Linked DNA regions of Mus musculus: region 2 is linked to region 1. Evidence: chromatin contacts called from public Hi-C data. All regions are on one chromosome and are shown on one strand. The core of a region is the stretch at or near the end of the contact, and the rest is flanking DNA. Distances in the headings are between cores, read along the strand shown. Region 1 holds the start of Klre1 (killer cell lectin-like receptor family E member 1). Region 2 has its middle 40 kb from the start of Klrh1.

Region 1 (6,373 bases), core at 1,851-4,350:
AATTTAGAGATATTTTGGGCTATTGGTGATAACTGGTCCTGGTTATGGGAGCTTGGGGAAGCCTCTGGATATACAGATTACTGTATATTACTAGCCACCTCTGGTTCTGATTGTTGGAGCTTGATATGATCTGACCCAACAGATCAACAGGCTGTTAATCACTTCCAATCCTCAGCTTTGTGGATGGAAGAACAGATTTTACGTCTATCCCTTTGAGAGGACGATTGTGCTTAACATTCCTAAGTTCTGGAGGCACAAGGACATTTATGAGGTGCTCTCAACAAGGCTAGATTTTTAAAATAACTATGGTCATTTTCTGCCTAGACATTAGGTGGCAGGCTAGATCCATTTAATGACTCCTTGTATCTGTAGCTGTCACAGAATAACCAATACCACATTAAAAACTAAACAAAACAAACCACCAACAACTCCAGTGTATCAATGTATTAAAGCATCAAATATATCAGACTTTAATGTAAGAATGCCAGCTTAAGTGTTAAGGGAACCAAACACCTTTTAAGTGAAAGTATATGTGATCAATAATGCATGGAGAAATGGAAATGAAAGCAAGATAGTCTTCAAGAAAAAAAACACAGGCAATAGCCATCTGTAGAACCCTAACAGTGTGGGAAATCATGGCTAGAATTGACAAAGGAAATCAAAATCCTCTGCACAGATGAGGGGAAGAACATTACCCGAATGAGAAGAGAGCTTAGAGAGTGAAAGACTTTCATAATGTCATCCAATGACAAATATGCACATGAAAGTTCCTGGAAAGAATCTTGCCTGACTAGATTAGATTTTGCAGAGGATGAAATGTTGCAGATCCAGCTTTGTGTCTTCAAAACTCAAGTAGTAGTTTCTACACACCCATACTATGATGGAACTATCATTCTTGAGTTATCAGCCTATGTATCTATGGATGGAAAAAAGAATATATAAATGTATTGCTCATGGACACAGACACAGACACACAGACACACACACAGACACACAGACACACACACACACACACACACAGAGGAATATTACCTAGCTATAAAGACAAGTAAAATCATGTCATTTTTGGGAAAATATACAAAATTGGAGAGTGCTATTTTAAATAAAATAACAGTCAAAGAATGAAAAACAAAAACGAAAGGAGGAAATATTTAAAGGAGTTTTAGAAAGGCACAAGTCCCTTATGCCCCATTTCCTGGACCTTTTTCTTGCTAGCTGAGTCAAAATTTCTAGAGATTATACTGCCTAAAAAGATCACACATATAATTGCTAAGATGGGTAGTTAAGTATGCCCAGGTAGAATATGTTGCGGCATTTTGTTTGTATGTATATGATCTATGTAAATTTTATTTATTTATTTATTTATTTATTTATTTATTTATTTATTTATTTATTTATTTATCTATCTATCTATCTATCCACCCATCCATCCATCCCTTTATCCATTCATGCTTTTGTTCTTAAAAAATTCCTTTCTTGTGTGTAAGCCTGTCTAGTGTGCTCATAAATGACCCAGTGATTTCATTTATACTTCAAAGAGTTGCAATGTTTTCTTTCTTCCCTCTAAATACTGTAATTCCAAAATCCCTAAATCTCTTTCCAAGGTTGATGGCCCTGAGGGTCACTTCTCTCTGATACAATTCAAATTGTATCTCCTGATCAACAACCAGGCCAAGTTTGTGTCAGTTTGGCTCATCTTGACATTCTTTATTGCTGTCAAGTCCAGAATCCAGACATCTCAGCTGCACATAAATAGTAGAGGCCCCAGGACTGTGAGGCAGACTCCTCAAACTGCACAGCTAGGAGAATTGAGCCATTTCCCAGGCCTCTGAGTGAAGGGGGACTATCAGGGATACGAAAAGAGACCCAGGATGAGAATAGTTGGAGGATATAAGACTCCACAGACTGGTTCAGGGGACTCATGGCCAGAGTCTTTCTTACCCTCCCACTCTTAAGCATGCTTCCCACTGGTGGCAGTTTTGGGGCTGCAAATTCACAGAATCTCCTCCACTCTGTTTGTTTTCTTTCCGGACTTCTCATTACTAGAATGTTTAAGACACTTAGTGATTCTGAAAGTCTGGCCTGGGGAGAGTAACAGTAATTTTGTTTCCCATCTTTTTAGTTACTTAACTTTCAATTTTACAAAAAAAAGATGCAAAACATGAGACAGAACTTCTGCATATGTATACGTAGTCAAAGAGAAATCCACTAGGAAGAATTCAATAGGCAAACAACTTATTCAAGATGATAGAAGTAGGGGAAAGTAATGGAGTTCAATTCTGAAGCAAAAAGCAGAAACAAAAGAGAGAGATAACATGAGCTAATGGGAAAATCCATGAAGGCTTTACAGAGAGGTCAGCCAATGGCTCAGATGTTTGTTGTCCCAGTCTGTGCTTTCTGAAGCTGAGCTGGGCGTTTACACTTTCTTTCTTAAAGACTGTATTAGTATTCTTAAGGAATGTCTTTACCTGAGTCTTTGACAGAGGCATTCCTAGGGCATAAGTCTGGGAACAGGCTGAAGATTTATATCTCAGAATGTACTACAGTCTTCAAAGGTAATACTTTGAAAAACATGCAGGTCAGCCAGTAATAGTCTGGAAGAAAACTGTCTAAAATAAAATTTAGTTAAGTTCAAATGAAAGTTAAGGGTGACCACACCCATCCATATTCACACAATAGCACACACACTCACGCGCGCGCGCGCGCACACACACACACACACACACACACACACACACACACACAGAGGCACACACACACATCATTCTCATGCCATTCTGACTCGATTGTGTTTAAGCTGTGGTTCCAGAGAGTCATATATGACATTGTAGTGAAAATGTTCTTATGGGAATGGAATATTTGATTACATCAATGTTTGCTTGTTTTTTTTCAAGATCCATGACTTGCTGTGCCTGGGAATGAATGCACAGCCTCATGAGTATTGAGTAGTGGATGGACACATGATCTTACTTGAGTTTTAAGCTATGCTCTCACCCATATTATGGGTGCTAAACGGAAATGTAAAGCATTAGTGAGGACTTTGCTATGGGGCTGTGAAGTGTGATCAAGCAGCTTCCTCCCCTGTTCCCAGTTCAGTCTTACATATCCTGCTCCAGACCCTGCTGATTAGCACATATTAAAGTTTTAACATCTGTGCCTGGAATTCCCTCTTTGCTTCAGGTATGTCTGATCATTTCTGGTTCAGAGTTTGGAACATATAACTTATATAATTTGTTCTAGGGGGAATAAATCTCCCTCAAGGCATGGTTTAAAGTTGTTTATTATACCTTTATCTTATGCGTATTGGTGTCATGTCTGCATATATGCATGTGCACACTGTGTGTACCTGGTGCTCCAGGCAACTACAAGAGCGCATGGGATAGCCTGGATGGGGAGTTACAGAGGATTGTGAGCCACCACGTGTGTTCTGGGATGTTCACTGGGAAAGTAGCTAGTGTTCTTAACTACTGAGCTATCTCTCCAGCCTTGTTTAAGGCATTTTAATTGAAAATAAACACCAACCAGAGTACACAAGCAAGCAAGCTTTCATTTTATTTGATTCTCATTCCCAATCTACAGAAATCAATGACAGACCAAAGTAACGATACTACAACTTCCAGCTTGGTATGGTGACTTTCAGATATAACAATTTTCACAGGAAAGCTTCTCTGGAACCTGAGTCACAAACAAGTGATGGCATTCTGGTCAGTTTTCCTCAGCTCTGCCACGGAGGGTCAAAATTAGCAAATAGCATACAATTAATTTTCCTCCCACTTTGAGTTTAATATATTTTAGTATTTTATATATCTTGGTTTTGTTGTTGTTGTTGTTGTTTATTCATTTGACAAATCACACTACTTGAATAACAATACAGATTTTAAAAATGTTTATAAGCTATTTTTATCTTTTAAAGTATTTTAATTAATTATTTCAAAATTGTTTTTTTTCATTTTGTTTTTGTTTCAGTTTTGTTTGTTTGTTAATTTTTATTTTTTATTTATTTTTGGTTTGTGAAAGAGTTTCACTATACAGCCCTGGCTGGTCCAGAAGTTTCTATGTAGATCAGGTGCTGACTTCAAACTCAGGAATGTGCCTGCCTCTGCCTCTTGGATCTTTGAATACTATTTTTCAGTTTATATTAAAGACAAGACTTCCTTCCTTCCTTCTTTCCTTCTTTCCTTCTTTCCTTGCCTCTTTTTGTGCATATGTGTTTGTGTGTGTGTGTGTGTTGCTAGAGATAAACTTAGTACCTTATACATGCTAAGCAAATGCTGTATTAATAAGCTATACAATCAGCCTAGTCACATTTATTTAAGAACTAATTTGGCCAGGAGAATTAGAAGTTCAAGACCTGTCAGTAGTGTAGTGAGAATCTGTCAAAACAAACAAACAAACAAACAAACAAACAAACAAACAAACAACACTGGAAATTTAGCCCACTTATAAAGCACTTATGTAGCATGCACAAGGTGCTGGATTGGAGCCTAAGTACCTCACTGTTTTAAGAAAAGAATTAACTAAATAAAGTTAGTTTACTTAATTTACCTCTAAGTTTCTGGTATTATGTTTTCATATATTTTAGGCTTCAAAGTTGAAAGCATACCTCATAAAAGCATATGGTCATGTCTATTCCTCAACGCAAAAGCTTTTAGAATTGTTATTTTACTCATTTTTACTAAAGTACATTTCCCCAGATTATGCTATGCCGATATTTCCTTTCCTTTCCTCACAGCATTTTTGTCTTTATAAAGATGGATGAAGCACCTGTAACCCGTTCTACCCTAAATGTGAATTCCCAGCAGAAGAGTAAAGCAAAGAACAAGATTAAGAATACACTTAATTCAAATGAATTGTCATCCATTGAGCAGAGGAAAAAATACCAGAAACATCTTAAGAAGCACAAAAACACAGCAGAAGACATCAGTGGTAAAGGTATAATATTGTATTCAATAAACACAGGGAGATTGTTGAAAATTCAGGTTAAGGTCAAGTTTTGTTAGATACTAGGGATATACATTGCTTGCTGTTAAAGAGATATTTGCTTTAGCCTTGAATGGAAAAAAATAAACTTTTAAGAAGTGAAAAAGGATAGAACTGAACTCCCTGGCTACAGGATTATAGAAGTTAAAATATGAAAAAATTACTGGATATAGCTGCCCAGGGCAGTGGGTCTTGGAATCCTGTTCTGGGGCATTATGAATTTGGTTGGTCTGATGGGTTTCTGACCAGGTTATTGCGTGCAGGAGAAGCTGAAACTTTACTCTCATAATACCCTGAAACAAGCAAAAAATAAATGTATTTCCTTCAGACTTGGACTTCAAAACAAGTTGGATATAAGCAAAGATAAAATCAATTCTTTGTGAAGGTTTCATGCAGCTAATGTAGTTATGGCTTATTTCTGGGATGTTCCTCTGGTTATCATTTAAGGCTTGCCTTAAATGTCTGGAAGATCCAAGCATCTTAGATAGAGAAAGGGAAATTAGGAATTGGCAGATGACAATTTACAGATTGCTAAGTAAGGAAGGAAGCAAAGAAGAAAGGAAGGAAGGAAGGAAGGAAAGAAGGAAGAAAGGAAGAGAAAATCTGAGCTTGAGTGGCAAAGCTCTAGGGACCAGAATGCCACCTTCATCTTCAGACTTACCTTGTTTTTTTAAAATACAGTGAGGAATACTGCTAAAGTGGAGTGAGTAAAGCATGAATTAAGTTTCTCACAGTAATGCTAGTAGTCTGAAAACTCACCCCCCAAAAATCCCATTTCAATGAAGCATAGGCTTCCATAGAATGTTTACTTAGAGCATGTCGATCTTGAGATTGTGTCCATTCAGTGGTGAATGTTTGGAAGAGAATATTAGCGGCAAGGCAAAAGGAAAGAAAAGCCAAGTAGATGAGAAACGCTGGCCGAGAGGAAGCAGACTGCTGTGTGGCACTGAGCACCCAGGTGAAGTTTGAGTCTATTGTGGATGTGACTCCCTCCCAGTCTGTTTGCCAGCAGAGAGAAGGTAGAGTCCATCAGCTGACCAGTGCTAGCCAGGTAGATGCACTAGAAAGTGTTGGCAGTGTGGCCAACCCTTGTTCTCAGCTTCATTAGTAAGTCTCCTCCTTGGACGACACAGTATAAACCTTGACACGTGCTTTCTGGGTTAAAGAAAAGAGTCGGGAAGTATGGAAGGGAAAAGGACTAGTAAAAGCGGTTCATTTGGCTTCCTAGTTTAGAATGCAATCACCTGTACAGAGAAAAATTCAGAGCTAAATCAGTCTTTTCTCATTTATGTTTCAAATTGTATTCTCTTAGTTCCTCCACCACACATGCCCTCTTCACCCTAAAGAGGGTGCTAGAGAGTAGGGTTTGAGGCCAAATATAGGAATAAAAGGC
Region 2 (6,373 bases), core at 1,781-4,280, 250 kb after region 1:
CAACATGTAGAAGAATGAAAATTGATCCATTCTTATCTTCCTGTATGAAGTTCAAGTCCAGGTGGATCAAGGACCTCTACATAAAACCAGATACACTGAATCTAATAGAAGAGAAAGTGGGGAAAAGTCTTGAACACATGGGCACAGGGGAAATGTTCCTGAACAGAACACCAATTACTTATGCTCTAAGATCAAGAGTTGACAAATGGAACCTCATAAAATTGCAAAGCTTCTATAAGGCAAAGGATATTATCAATAGGACAAAACAACAACCAACAGATTAGGAAAAGACCTTCACCAATCTCACATCCGAAAGAGGGCTAATATCCAATATATACATAGAACTCAAGAATTTAGTCTCCAGAGAATCAAATAACCCTATTATAAATAGGGTGTAGAGATAAACAATGAATTCTCAACTGAGGAATACTGAGTGTCTGAAAAGCACCTAAAGAAATGTTCAACATCCTTAATCATCAGGGAAATCCAAATCAAAACAATTGTGAGATTCCACTTTATACCAGTCAGAATGGCTAAGATAAAAAACTCAGGAGACTGCAGATGCTCGTGAGGATGTGGCAAAAGAGAAACATTCCTTCAATGGTGGTGGGATTGCAAGCTGGTGCAACCACTCTGGAAATCAGTTTGATTGTTCCTCAGAAAATTGGACATAGTAATCCATGGTCTTAAAGTGGAGTTATAGCAATAGCATATGGGCTTAAATATGGGAGAAAAGAAGATAAGTATAGCCCTTCATAAGAAGTCTATAGAAATTTTCATAATGATTGCAATATGAGTAAATAAAATCTAGGTATATAAACTGAATTAAACCATCACTTAGAGCTCCCTACCCAATATGGTAGCTTCTTGTCAAACATTTTTCCCCCACTGGGTACATGTGATGTGTTTGGTCTGGATTTAGAGATGCAATAAATGTATAATGCAAACTAAACTTGAAGATTTGATTAAAAAATGCAAATGATTTCAACACTCTTTTCAGTGATTGTATCTTGAACTAATAATATTTTAGTATTTGGAATAAATAATGTACAGTATTATTTTTTTTGCAGAAAGTAAGGGAACTTTTGAAAAGAAATGAGACAATTATACCCCACTGTCAAACTCCTCTATATTATGATATAGTCTTTAATGTGGTAGCACCAACAATTTCACAGATAGTGGCCAACACCTAGCAAGAGTGGTATGCTTCCTATAAACAAAATATCAACTTATCCTGAGTCGGTTTTGGCATCTATCTAATAGCAATGGTATTTATTATGTAGTTTTATTTTTAACCTACAGCCTCCTGTGAGTCACAACTTATCAGATAACAACTCTCTGAGAGCTTGCAAACCTATTCCTGTACTTGACACATTCTCCTGAGCAGGGGTTCCTCCTTGTCTGCTGGGCATATTTCTGCAAGGATTCTATTATCCACTCTGTTCTTTTCACAATGCCAAGATGCCACTGAATGAAAGTACTCTATAGAAATTCCATTCTTTCACGAAAGGCAGGGTGGCTCTGTCTGAAACAGAGGTTCTCAACCTGTGGATCATGACCTCCTTAGGGGTCAAAAATTGGTTATCCTCCATATTGGGTATTTATATTGATATTCATAACAGTAGTAAAATTATGGTAATGAAGTAGCAATGAAATAATTTTATGTTTGGGAGTTACCATAACATGAGGAACTGTATTAAATAGTAGCAGCATTAGGGACATTGAGAAATACTGGCCTAAAGATGATGTTGGTACTTGGACCCCATTTGTCATAGGAGGAAACTGAGTATTTTAATTAATGCTACCATACCTGCTGACATTCAAAGAGTTACTCCTTCCATTCCTCCTCCCCTTCACCTCTGAGAAGATGTTCCCCCTGGATATTCCCCTATCTTAGTACATCAGGTCTCTGCAGGATGAGGCACATCATCTCCAACTGTGGCCATACAAGGCAGACGACTGCTACATATGTGTAGTGGGAAGAGCCTCAGACCAGCCAATGTATGCTCTTCGGTTGGTAACTCAGTCTCTGGGGGCTCCCAGAGGTCCAGGCTAATTCACACTTTTGGTCTTCTTGTGGTCTTGACATCCCTCTCAGGGTTTTCAATCCTCCCCCTAACTCCTCCATTAAGGTTCCCAGTCTCTGTCTAATGTTTGGCTGTGGGTATCTATATCTGTCTCAATCAGCTGCTAAGTAGAGCCTCTCAGAGGACAGCTATGTTAGGCTCCTATCTGAAAGCCTAACAGAAAGAAATTGAAGAATACCTTAGAAGATGGAAAGATGCTCATGGATTGGTAGAATTAACATAGTGAAAATGATCATCTTACTAAAAGCAATCTACATATTCAATGCAATTCCCATTGAAATTCCACCACACATTTTTACATACCTTGAAAAAGCAATTCTCAACTTTATATAGAGTTCAATCTGGAACAACTAAAGAACCTCTAGAGGAATTACCATCCCTGACCTCAAGCTGTGTTACAGAAAAATAGTGATAAAAACTACATAGTATTAATACAGAAACAGAGAGGTTCATCAATTGAATAGAATCAAAGATGTAGAAGTAAACCTACACACCTATGGACACTTGATTTTTTACAAAGAATTCAAAAACACACAATGGGAAAAAGAAAGCATCTTCAAAATATGGTGCTGGTCTAACTGGATGACTAATTGCCTGTTTCTAACCTACAGTCTGTCTTATTTGAGATTACAATGACTATAGGGATAAACAAAACTTGGAATGAGATCCCAGCAACAATTGGGCAACTGCTTTCTCAACGTATACTCAAACCAATAGGAGAAATATGATATGCAGTTAAATAACTAACAGGTTCTAGACAGTTTATAGCTCATCTATGCCATCTCCCTACCATCACAAGAATTGATTGGATATTTTAAAGCACTGTATATAAAGATTATGTAAAAATAAGATATAAAATCATAGCAGATATTTTCTGAGTGGTTAGCCTAACAGAGGAAAGGAAGTGTCTGCTGGACTTAAGATGTTTGTACTAAACCACACAGGAAACCGCAGACTCAGGAGGTCATGTTTTGTAGACTACAAACCCAGAGTAGAGAACTTTTCACACAAGGGGAAAGATGACCCTTACAAAAAAATGTCTCTTTTCTTCTTTTCATCTATACACTAGTAAAAGTTTGAAATTTGAGAAGTGATATATACAAGTGAAATTCATGAGAGAATGTGGTATTGCACTAAAATGGCTGATTATTAAAAATATAGTGCATGTTTGAGGAGGAGGGCTTCACAGTTTTCTTACTTTTCTATTGCTTTGTCATAATACTATGACTAGAGGAATATATGAAAGAGAACATTTAAATTGAGGACTTATGGTTTCAGATGGTTAGAGTCCATGGCATGCATGGCAGGGAGCATGGCAGCAGGCATGGGGCTAGAGAAGTAACTGAGAACTTACATCTGATCCACTAGCATGAGTCAGAAAAAGCTAATTGTAAATAGCATGGGCTTTTGAAAGCTCAAAGTTCACCCACGCCCAGTGATCCACTTCCTTCAACAAAGCCACACCTCCTGATTCTTCCCAAACAGTTCCAGGCCCTGGAGACCAAGCAGTCTTTAGATACATGAGTCTTTAGACTCATCCTCTCTCAATTCACCACAGCAGTTATGAGCACTGGCTACCATTTCAGAAGACCTGGGTTGGGTTCCCAGCACCCACATGACAGATTATAACTCAAATTGTAGGGATCTGATGCCCTGTTCTGGTCTCCACAGTCAGTGCGCATATGTAATACACAGACACATATGCAGATAAAATATTTCTACACATAAAATTAATTAATTAATTTAAAATATATAGTGCTTAGGTCCAAGAGTTGTTGAGGTTTTTAAAAATGACTTCAAGGGGGCTCTTCAGTATTTTAAAAATATTTTCTCACAAGTGCTTTACTTTATATTTTGTATTAGTTGAGTTGGTAATCTGATTATCTGAGTTACTGAAAGAAAATGACTGATTTCATTATCAGAAGGCACAGTTAGGGAGGACCCACTTCTAGCCCAACTCATGTCTACTAGTCAACTACACTCAGAGAACTCTGTTGATGAAAGTCATAAATTCTTTGCTCCATAGGACTATATGCTTTATGGCAGTTTGTTTTATGTAGGAATGAATGAATGGATGAGGGTGAAAGAGAAGGAAATGAGCATGAAGGAAAAGAAAAAGAAAAGGGGAGGGAGAAAGAAAAGAAGAAGGAAAAATGAGGAGGAGGAGGAGGAGGAGAAAGAATAGGAAGAGGGAGGAAAACCTTACATACCACTCTTTGATCATGAGTTTTAATGATACATTCACTTATAGATATACCCTCAGTAAACTGGAAAGTCACTAAGTATATGTGGAAGGTGTTTCAGGAATCCAGGTAGAATCGATGACTTAATGATCACCATTTGACACAGTCTGTAACTTGGTTTGTAATGGCTTTTCAATTTTTTTTATTCAAATAAGAATATGTCTTTTGAAGCATTAATATCTGTACTATTTGTCAGTTTTGGATTAAATTTTTTCAAAAGATCAACAGATTGTATGACTTTTGTGCATTGGCCACCAGAGGGCACAGTCAATAATCCACAGTAAATTCAAGCCTCAGAAATTAGGAAACAAGTCTCCTTGGTGAAGAAAAAGGAGATTATTATTACAACATTATTGGTAGAATGTTATAACAAGATTCCAAAGGATTTTCTATCATTCCCCCATTGATCCTATTTTCTTTTTAAAATATTTTTCTTTTACTACTATATATGTTTTTCTTCAATAATTTAGTTCTTTTTAATTAACATCCAGAGAGAAGCGCCCCTTCGAGTGGATAGGTGGGAACATTAACCCACCCAAACCTTTGTCCTGCATACAAGATGCACAGGAATAAAGATGGAGCAGAGACTGCAGGAAAAGCTAACCAATGACCCATCCTATGTGAGAAAGCTCATCCCCCACACTAATAAGATACTCTGCTATGCTTGCAGACAGGAATCTAACATAATTGTCTCCCAAGATGCTTCATCCAGAGGCCAATGGAAACAGATACAAAGGCCCACATCCAAACATCAGGCAGAGCATGGGAAGTCTTGTGGAAGAAGTCTGGAGATATGACTGAGAGAGGACAACACAGGAAGACCTAGAGAATCAACTAACAATCCTGGACTCATGGGGGTTTGCTGAGACTGAACCACCAACCAAAGAGCATGCAGGAACTGGACATTGACCTCTTACACTTTTGTAGCACATGTGCAGCTTGGTCTTCATGTATGTCCTATAACAATTGGAGCACGGGCTGATTCTGATTCTGTTGCCTGCTATTGGATCCCTTTCCCTTCCTGAACTGCCTGGTTTGGCACTCAGTGGGAGAGTATGTGCTTAAGTCTTTTAATTTTTTATTCTTTCAGCTTTTGGTGATGGTATTCATTCCGCATCTGTAAAATAATCAACAAACCAGTACAATACAAACATGTATAGATGCATAGTTATCCATTGAGGATCCTTTTGGGGGTCACTGAGTATTTCTAAACGTCAGATTTATCTCACTACAAAATGATCATAACACAGTTACTCTCCAGTTTATGGAGGCGGATCATGAGTGGGATTTATGTCAAATAGCAATGATAGAACATCTAAAACAATCCAGCCCTACCTCAAACTATTTGGACTGTGAAGTCAGGACAGATTGGTCTGATGCAGTTTGCAGAGGATGAGGTGTGAGGAGCAGCATGAAGAATGACCCAAGACTAATATCTGTAAATCTGATAATGAAATCAGTCATTTTCTTTCAGTAAATCAGATAATCAGATTACCAACTCACATAATACAGGCTTACCATTTCCAACCACTTTTGATCCTTGCATTTTAAGCCTCTAAGGAAAGACTTATGGCTTACTTTCCAGTATGACTTCAGTAACAAATAGAATGTTCTGCAAATAGTAATAATTAACCAATTATGCAAAACAAATGGATATTATTTTGTAGATAATTAGAAATGAAAACTGAGTCAGGAATACTGCTAAAAACTGAGAAAGAATAACTTGATTTCCATCAATGGTTTTGTACCCAAAGTAAAAATTTAAATATTTAAAAAAAATAGTTTATTTGTATACTTTCAGTAAAAAACAAATCCTTACCAAGTTTATTATATGTTGTTTGGCTTTTCTTTGGGCCACATGAACAAACTCCTTTTCACTCCAGATAGAGCAATGGTTATTGGGTTAAAAAATAATAAATAAAAATAATAAATAAAAAAGTATTCCAGTGAGATTATTGGAGTAACTTGCAGGAATATGAGTAAGAAGTAACTTATAGTAAAGAAGATGTCTCAAAGACACTTAGTAATTCACACTATTGAATG

Evidence for each region. Hi-C and Micro-C count contacts between places; a contact is called where the count stands out from the background.
Region 2: a contact with region 1 is called in a Hi-C map of CD8 T cells, with 3 times the contacts expected there. The contact joins the enhancer-like site here to the promoter of Klre1 in region 1. A contact is called at or near these places in 2 of 15 datasets of contacts at CTCF or cohesin (CD8 T cells and large pre-B cells), 18 of 484 Hi-C or Micro-C datasets (CD4 T cells, CD8 T cells, LSK cells and 12 more), 2 of 115 datasets of contacts at active chromatin or transcription factors (CD8 T cells and bone marrow-derived dendritic cells) and 3 of 9 other capture datasets (adipose tissue, liver and macrophages).

Annotation. Positions count from the first base shown.
Region 1 is chr6:129,575,186-129,581,558 of GRCm38.p6, forward strand. It overlaps Klre1 (killer cell lectin-like receptor family E member 1), which reads left to right and starts at 3,101. Exons shown (of 7, transcript NM_153590.3): 1 at 3,101-3,180; 2 at 4,733-4,932. The coding sequence starts at 4,752.
Region 2 is chr6:129,821,176-129,827,548 of GRCm38.p6, forward strand. No RefSeq gene overlaps it. Among named protein-coding and RNA genes, the nearest start is that of Klrh1, 40 kb to the left of the region's middle. Within about 2 kb of position 3,031, at least 12 of the 459 cell types and tissues checked have an H3K27ac peak or open chromatin away from gene starts, as enhancers often do. A contact at or near this core is called in CD8 T cells, where this site is marked.